2 separate regions of the Columba livia genome follow, and region 2 is linked to region 1. The links are chromatin contacts, called in public Hi-C maps. All regions are on one chromosome and are shown on one strand. Each heading gives the region's core, a stretch centred on a gene start, on an enhancer-like site or on the middle of the called end of the contact. The rest is flanking DNA. Distances are from core to core; before and after follow the strand shown. Region 1 holds the start of SLC4A4 (solute carrier family 4 member 4). Region 2 overlaps SLC4A4 (solute carrier family 4 member 4).

Region 1 (4,404 bases), core at 1,120-3,619:
TTCATTTTACCGATTTACCAGGTAGGCAACTAGCAATGACGCTATTTTAAACACGTGGCAAAAGGCAGATAAAAATGATATAAAGTGGCCTGCTGAAGTTCAAGGAAGCCCAAAGGTCAAGTCAAACATTACACTTGGCCTCTTTTTCTTTTTTGTAAACATGAATAGGTTTTGAGTCTTCCCTTCTTCACTTCTGGAGAGAACAAAAGCACAGACCCCTTAAAACATCTGAGATTGTGTGCCTGAAAACAACGGTACTCAAAAGAACCAATCGCATTGAAAACCCCTCTTGATCAACATCTTTGACACAACCCTAGAGCAAACTCAGTTTTGAAACCTTTCTGCTAAAAAGCCCTTTCCTTCAGGACACAGCTTCAAACCACCACCCAGCGCCAAACAGAACAGCCTGGTCTCGTTGCTTTGAACCCCGACCCCAACAGTGTTTGCCTCAGCAGGTCTGACGCTCAAACTGAAATTCTGCTCCTCCGGGGCAACGGCAGGAATGAAGTCAGACCGTGCGGGTCTTCACAGAGCGCAGCACTGTGCTTCTGGGAAATGCTGCTGTTTGGACCTCAGTAACTCCATCGACTGTACACACATGTAGCTTTCCTTTTGGATTTAGGACTCCTTACCTCCAGACAAGTCTGTGTAGACTCCCTCCTGCGATGCGTGGATACGCAGGCTCACTCGTGTTCTCTGGGACAAGCTGTCTTCCTAAAGCGACCGCTGACTTCTCCTTTCCTTTCCACTCCTCATCACTTCTCCGTTTTTCAGGTGAGCAGCTTATTTGAAATAAAAATGTAAAACTCAGTGAAAGCTCCAAGACATCTGTTTAAATCAAACCCTTCCCTAGCGCCTCTCAGAGCTGGGGCTCTTATCCAGATTGCTGGTGTTGCTTTCCTGTTTGATCACCCAAAAGCCAGGCTACTGCAACTTCCCTTCTTAACCAGAAGACATAAATGTCTCAAAAAACGATATCATTTTATTACACATCACCACCATGCTTCTCAGTCTTGAATCCCAGACTCCTTAACTTTAAAAATTGCTAGTGTTCTTGTGGAATTCCTTAACAGTCCAAGTCATGTCTCTTAAGCAACCGGTTTCCACGCTGGCCAAGCACAAGACAAGAGCCCCACCCAGCGGTCCCTTCTTCATTCAAGGCTTTGGGAGCTGTGAACTCCCCGTACCTATCCAAGGGTGCACACCCTGCCAGGCTGCCACGGCGCTTCTCAGGAACACCAAGGGACTTCAACTCCCTGGTTTCAGTCGGGTAGTTTATTTCCCCAAATAAGTGAGACTTCATGTCTGAAGGGGACAAGCCCCAGCAACACAGGTCACCACAGATGATGGTCACTTCTGAAATGTTAGGAGCCTCTTGTTTCCAGACACCATTGCAACTGCCTTCTACAGATACCCCTTGTACTACGTGTTGTCTCTCGTGCTATCAGCAGTCTCCGAGCAAGAATCTGGCAGAGAGCGCTGCATACGAACCCGGGACAGCGGTGTTCCATGTTCTCCAAGGAATAATCAGGCTATGTAGTCAAATGCTTGTGAGCCACCTGTAGTCAGAAGTGGGGCTGCTCAGCAGTATTGTTGTTAAATAGTGTGCATACAACAAGTTTCAGGGAAAAAATACTATCATTTAAGTGAATCTATGCATTAACAGTTGTTTATATTTTAAAAAAGCAAATCATGCAACGTGAGGCATCTCCTCATATTACTTGATTGCACGGCTCCAAGTATTACACAATCCAGCACTGACTGACAAATCTAAGCCCGTATTAAAATGTACACTCATAAACGACTAGAAATGAAGTTAACAAAACGCAAATCAGCCAGCTTCCAACAGTACTAAGGTGTCAGCCGCCCCCTTCAGCACTGGGGGCCGCTGATCAGAAACCTCTTGATGACCAAGGCAACTTTCACATTGCTTACGAGATAAAAAGCTGAAAGAGTCAAAATGCACTTCAAATGGGTAGTTTCCCATCTGCTGGTCCCAAAGTGCTTCAGACCTCAGAGCACACTGCAGCACCCTCATTTCAAGACAAACACCCTGATTTTCAGGTGGGATTAACGCACAGGCGGCACGCTGGGCTCAGCTGGTACGAAGCTGTCTGGCTGCGCCAGGTACAGAGCTGAGGCAGAATGCGCGGGCTGCCCCGCCAGCCCCGAGGCCTCTGCCTGCACAGCACGGAGCTGCCTGTGCCCCCTCGCAGACTACGAGCACCACGGCACTCAGCACTCACCAGGCTCATGGGTCAGCCTTCCCACACCTCAGTGAATGCTCCGGCACACGTCTTCAGGTCTCTGTTCCCACGGCAGTCACGGAGCCGTGAGGAGAGCACAGCTCACCTCAGCTGTCACCTGGAACCATAGCACCAAGGGAAACTTTGAACAGCAGCTTAACGTGAGGAGCTCTCCCTGCTTCCACCTCACGACACAGCCTCAGGAGGCCACCGAGGCTTAAGCAGAACCAGGCTGAGCTTCCGGGAATTTCAGTCTCAAAGGCTGGACGCGATCGGTGGACACCTCCTTTGCCCGAGCGGTAAGCTGCCCCGGGGTCACCCAGCCCTCTCCCTAGCCAGCCCACGCATTGTTTTTGCGAAACAGTTATTCCAGCTTGCTTATGCTGCTCTGCTTTCTGTCATTTACCCCGGGCAAAGGGTTATCCCCCAATCTTTTCGTGGGTGACGTAACAACGCGTTCAAGGAAGATCACAGACTAAATTCTCCCAGGTGCCTTACAAGGCAACAGTCACAGGGCTGTGGCAGCAGAACAAGAGAGCCCAGCTTTAGTTAGCTGAACCAAAGGACCATTGTAAAAAAAATAGAAAAAAAAAAAGAAAAAAGGCAACCCCCCCCAACGCAAATGGCAGTTGTATGAAAAGCAGGAATAAACACTGTACACCCTTACTTTGGAAAGAACTGGCATGATGGGGATCCCTCTAAAGGGTTTTAGGTGCTTAATTGCCTCTGCAACAAACTCAAGCACTCAGCATTCCTGAGTCTGCAAAGCTAAGTGCAGATTTAATAATAAAATCTTCTTTTACAAGTCAGCTGTAATCAAATGCTGACAGGTCTCTGAGCTAAAGCCTGTTTTCAACAGTAGCATGGACAGTGTCCCACTGTTACACTACATTTTACACTCTGCAGGAAGCACTTTTCCTTTTGTTCTGTGGCATTACTCAGGCACGGCACAGCCCCAGTCTAATACCGCTTTCCTCGAGCTCTTCCACCCGTCTGCAACGCAGGGCGCGCTGGCTCAGCGCACAGCCTCATCCTCGGCACGCTGGAGGACGTCTGTCTGCCTTGACACCAGAGAACCAACTGGTGTTTCTCTTCTCCTCCTGTCAGATAACCGCAAGCCCCAAGTGCCCAGCCCAAGAATCAAGCTGTGTGCACAGCCGAAGCACACACCTGGCTGGGGACCGGTCAGAAAGAAACCGCCACAGCCATGGCTGCAGACTTCCTCCTTTACCTTTGACGCATTCCTGCTTGCTCTTGGTTACTTCTGGAATAAGTCACCTTCCAGATTTACAGCACTATACACTGGAGGATCGCAAGAGTCTCGGGTACCGCCAGCCATCGCAGGAGCTGTACAGGTGCCTATGACAAACAAAAGAAATCATTTATCTTGTGCCCAGGGGCCTCTGAAAGGGCCCAGGGCCAAACTGCAGCAAAGAAAAGGACTGTTAGTCGCCAGGCGATACTGTCAGCAGCCTGTTTCAGCCAGGCTGCAGCTGAAAACCCTTCTCCACGAGCTGCGCAGGCCCTGGGGCTCGGCGGAAGGTGGATTCCCACCAGGACACCAGGCCAGCTTACCAGAGACCAATGACACAGCGGTGTTCTCTCTGTGTGGCCAAGACAAGCAACTGTAGGACTTAATTAAGGCGATTATATCGTTACTCTATGATAAGCACAGGGCTTCTGCTCCTACCTGTCCTTGCTTAAAAAGCAAATGCTCTCCCCTCCTTTCTTCACAAGTAGGAAAGGTGTGAGGGTCTCTCAAGGAGAAGGAGGTATCAGGCACTTTGTGCCACTACAACTTCAACAGTGACCAGGGATACCAAGATTATTTTGGTTGACATTAAAGCATCAGATCAGCCAGTCTATTCCTAAAAAGAATAGTCTACCCCTAAATTCCACACTCAGTGGAAAAAGTGAGAAGTGAATGCTCAACAGAGCCCTAAGGCTGCAGGAGCCAATTAGAACAACAACAAAACCACCACAACACACATGCACACAACCAAAACTGTTCAACCTGTGGCCAAACCTGGGAAATCCAGGAGCTGCACAGCAAGGACAGTTCTCGGAAGGATCAGTACGTCAGCATGAGACCCATCTTCAGGAGCACGCCATGACGGCGCTGCCCCAGGCCGCAGAGCCAGCGCACCCTGTCCCCTCC
Region 2 (4,390 bases), core at 325-2,824, 180 kb before region 1:
GGCAAGCCGGGGCCCCGCGGCCGGGGTGCGGGCAGGGCACGGCTCCGCTACGGCAACGCAACGGTCCCAAGGATTTCTGGCCAAAACCCTACACACGGACTAATACCATCAGCTGTAGGCTCTGCTCGTTGTCGTCAACACTGCGGATTCTCTCTCGTGGACGTGGGCACGCACGCAGCCCGCGAGCAAGCACCAAATGAAGATTTTTCTTCAGGTACACGTAAGAGATGCTGAAAACACGGCTATGACGATTAATGCACACTGCAGGGACTGGGCTCCCCACTATGGCAACGGGATCGGCGTCTGCAGTATTTGTTTTCTCCTCCAGAAACAGCCACATTTCAACAGGCCCGGCCGCGACTCGTGGCGCAGGAACGCTCCCCTCTCTGCGCTCAACAGCTTCCTCCAGAGGACGAAAGCAAAGCCCATTTTGGCTGCCAGGAGTCCCGGGAGTGAACGTGTCCCGAGAGCTGGTGCTGCAAAGCTGCGTTCCTCAGCAGCTCAGCACACAGGGACAGATCCAGCACAGGAACGCTCGCGTTTGCGTATGAGTGCGCGGACCCAACTCTTGTGCGCGTGTTGAGACGTGCAAGCCCGCACACGCAAATGCAGATGTACTTTTCTTGACTACGTATTCATCTGTTAGCCTGTGTCTTCCACACAGCAACTCTGCCGCGTTGCCAAACATCCTGCCATCACGTCACCAGCAGGTTCTCAAGGTTTATGGTTCCATAAAACACAGGCACAGCAGAACCACAAGAGTGCAAGATAAAAGAAAACTTAACTTTGTGCAAACACGGAAGAAAAGTCTTAAAATGAAAAAAATCGCAGCCCCCAAAACCACGGGTCCTGAACTGTGTCACTATGACTATATAGCACACTACAAGGGTGTCTTACTTTTTCCTTCCAAAAAGTGTGTATTTAAGCATCCATAAAATTACAGAACTGCATCGGTAATTCTCACCGAGCTCCTTTTCCACACTTGAGCAGCACACCACCAGCCCGCGCGCGGAAGGAGGCGGCGGGGCGACGTGCCTACCTGGAGGATGGGAGCCATGAAGACAGACACGCCGGTCAGAATGAACACGATGAATCCCGTGACCCTCTGCTCCCTGCAACACAAGCACTGGGTTAGCACGACGGCTTCAGCTTTCCTTCTGGTTTTATTCCCTTTCAGAGTACTTAAAAGCGCTTAATTAAGGCAACCCGATACAGAAAAAGATACTTTTGTAGGTCAAATTGACTGCTCTAGGCATGACAAGTTTAAATTTTTTACCGTTACGTTTGCTAATCAATGCCTGTCTAAAGTCCATCAATCGCAGGTAAACTTATTACGTATTTCCTTTTCTCGACACTGGAAAACTGTGTCTCATCTGGCTGAATGAACTTTTGAGGAGTTACATGGGGATTTGTCCACGGAATTGCCAGAGAGCTGCTCTGCTAAATGTCACAGCCAGGTCTGGAAATACAAATGAAGCAGCAGGAAATTCTCCATGACACCTTTGCAGGCACTGAACTCGCTCCATACAGCTTTGTGCGCTCAGGGGCGGCTCGAGTGCACGTGCCCTAAGCAGACACAGAGAAGTTCTGGATGCGGGCGCAAAGCTTCCTTCCTTCCTTCTGCTCCCTTTCCCCACGCGTCTGCCCCGGCTCGGCCCGTCCACAGGCGCGCATGCAGCAGACCAGTTTTCTTCCTTTTCAAGAAAAGGAATTTGCAGAAGGGCTACGCCAGATAAACTTCTAACTGGTTATATCTCTGCTGACCAAAAAAAGCTGTAAAGAAACACAGCTGATCTGCAGATTTACTGCAAATCTAAGAGCTGTGCCCTCTGCACGTGTTCCGCTCAAAGCAAAGCCATTACAGCGCAAACGGATCTTTGCAGGCAAACAAAGCAACTAAGGCCCTTCTGGTTTGACATACCTCACTCCCAAAAACTTGGGCTGTTCTCCAGGGGCTGAGGTTTCTGTCTCCATCTTCAAGCTGTCAATATGAGCAATGGAGATGACGGTAGCAGCAACATACCAGGGCAGACCCATAAAGGAGCAAATAATCATCAGAATGGCCACCCAGAACAAATCCAGATGATATCCAGCACCTTTCTGTGAAGGGAGACAAGACAACCTTCAGCTTAATTATTCTAAACACCCACGGAGCAGCCAGGGCTCTGGCAGAGGTGCACCACGTAAACACCAGTTCCTTCTACAGTATCTTCTAGCCATCAGAAATTGTCTTAAGGAATAGCAGAGTAGGAGATGTTGCTCCTTAAAGTATGAACTACCTGTCTCCACGGGGAAAACAAGGAAATGATACGATTTTGGCAAGCTCTCAAAACAACAGCGTGCAATAAAAGCGCAGCAGACTCGCAAGCACCTTGTGTACACTCCATAGTCCTGGGAGGTGCAGTGGTACAAGCCAAGCCCTGTGACCCATCAAATAGCTCTTCACAGAGTTTCCTGACACAGCAGAGTGTGTGTTGGACACAACCAGAGCACCACAGTCACCAAAAAACTTCTGGTGAGATACACTTCATATCTTGTAAACACTATAATCAAGCTTTCATTATATACCTCTCTACATATTTTTATATATATACACACACACACGCCCCTGCCAGCCTGCCCCTTAATTCTCACCCACAGACTCTCAACTCGCTCCTCACCCGTGCCTGGACAGTACTCAATACATTGTCGTTGCTCTCTCACCTCGCCTGGCTGGCCTGTCTCTCCTGACAAGGACACAGCCATCCATGGCCACATTCCAGCCACGTGTGCTGTCCCACCGTGTCTCCGGAATTGCCACCAGGTCATAATCTCCTGCCCTAACACAGGTTTCTACTCCTCCTGCTCGTTCCCCACGCTGTGCGTTGGTGTGCAGGCATTTCAGAGAGCCTGCCGGGCACTCTGAGCTCACCCCAGCCTTCACCGACTCCGGGGTGCTGCCCCACTGATGCAAGCCCAGCATCACAGCTCAGATTTAAAAATCTCACGGTTTTGATTTGAAAACGTTCTGAGCCGTGCCAAGCGTGCCTGGTGCTGGGGGCATTTTCCTCAACACCCACCCCTGCTGTCCTGGGGGGACCAACAAGGACAGCTGGTGGGCTCGTAGCCCATCCACGGGGGAAGGCTGCCCTCGTTCCTTACTCCTTTAAGCCCTCCGATCTCCTATTTGCCAAATCCCTCCATGAACTAGCACAGGAAATCCACCAGCTACAAGTGCCAAGAGCAAGTGAAGAAAACAAGAGAGCCACCAGTGAAAGGTATCTTCAGAAAAATACCCTAAAGTTTGCTATTTTAAAGATGATTAACCTTTTTTTGACCCTGTTCTATTTGATTTTATTGGAAAGAACAAGTGATCCGGACCTGCTTGGTGACCCTGGAGGGAAAGCGGCCCAGCTCATCTTGAATGGTACTCACTGTTTCCCTAACACGTGTGCCGCTCACCTTGGCCGGCGGCAGCCGCGGGACGGTCCCTCCGTCGCGCCCTGCCGACGCTTTGACAGCGCACGAGCAGGAAAACAGCCTTTGATTTGGCCTACAGTGCATTCCACGTGCAGAGGTGCTTTGTGGTGCAGAGTGGCAGGATCGGAGTGGAGACCCCCCAGTTAAACAAGAGCATGTGCTCACAACCATAACAAAGGAAGCAGGAAATCATTTTTTTAATATTAAACAGTACTTTGCTGGAGTGTTTATAGTGTGTCACTGACAAAAGTACGCCTGGTGTTGATAGCATAACCACGTTCATGTCTGTAAGCTGAGAGATGAGGGGCCTCTTCTTCACGGGGAAGGACAGAGAACTTGCTCCTGCACACAACAAACCTCTCCCACTCGCTGCTACCCTGACATTCTCCTCCAGGTACGGTCTCAAAGCACATATCTGTGTCCAACGCCCACAGCGACCACACAAACTGAAACATCGCCCTCTTTTTCAAGCAGAAGCTCCATTCACACAAGAGGAACATTTCCAACAGCTCTCCATACGACTGGTGGCGCAGATACCTACATAATGACCCTGCATCACCCGTGTCTCAAGCCAGTCTTTCCTCTCAGGGGCCAGACCACCTGAAACGTGCCCCGTTAGCAGGAAGGGAGAGTCTGCGTTCACAGGAATTTAATATTTTTCAAGAGAACTGACTACGCAGGGAAAGGAAAAACCCTACAGGCATGAAAAACTGCATAGCACCAGTCTGGAAAGTTTATTTTAAAAACATTACTACATCCTAGGCTGTTATATGTCAGCGGATATAAAAATGGCCTTTAAATAACACCCAATTGTGGCTATGCCCTCGGTATGTACCAAATGCCTTCAGCTTATCGCCTGTCTTTCACAGCACGGCAAAGCCAGCACAGCTGGCCCACCCGGGCCACCTCTGGCCACATCCATCACAAGCGG

Evidence for each region. A called contact is a pair of places that touch in the nucleus more often than the background predicts.
Region 2: a Hi-C map of liver shows a contact between it and region 1, with 2.8 times the contacts expected there. The contact joins the enhancer-like site here to the promoter of SLC4A4 in region 1. A contact is called at or near these places in 2 of 2 Hi-C or Micro-C datasets (crop and liver).

Annotation. Positions count from the first base shown.
Region 1 is chr4:78,585,525-78,589,928 of bColLiv1.pat.W.v2, reverse strand. It overlaps SLC4A4 (solute carrier family 4 member 4), which reads right to left and starts at 2,369. Exons shown (of 27, transcript XM_065062877.1): 1 at 2,247-2,369; 2 at 633-782.
Region 2 is chr4:78,761,390-78,765,779 of bColLiv1.pat.W.v2, reverse strand. It overlaps SLC4A4 (solute carrier family 4 member 4), which reads right to left. Exons shown (of 27, transcript XM_065062877.1): 20 at 1,922-2,100; 21 at 1,040-1,112. Among named protein-coding and RNA genes, the nearest start is that of GC, 32 kb to the left of the region's middle. Within about 2 kb of position 1,574, at least 1 of the 3 cell types and tissues checked has an H3K27ac peak away from gene starts, as active enhancers do.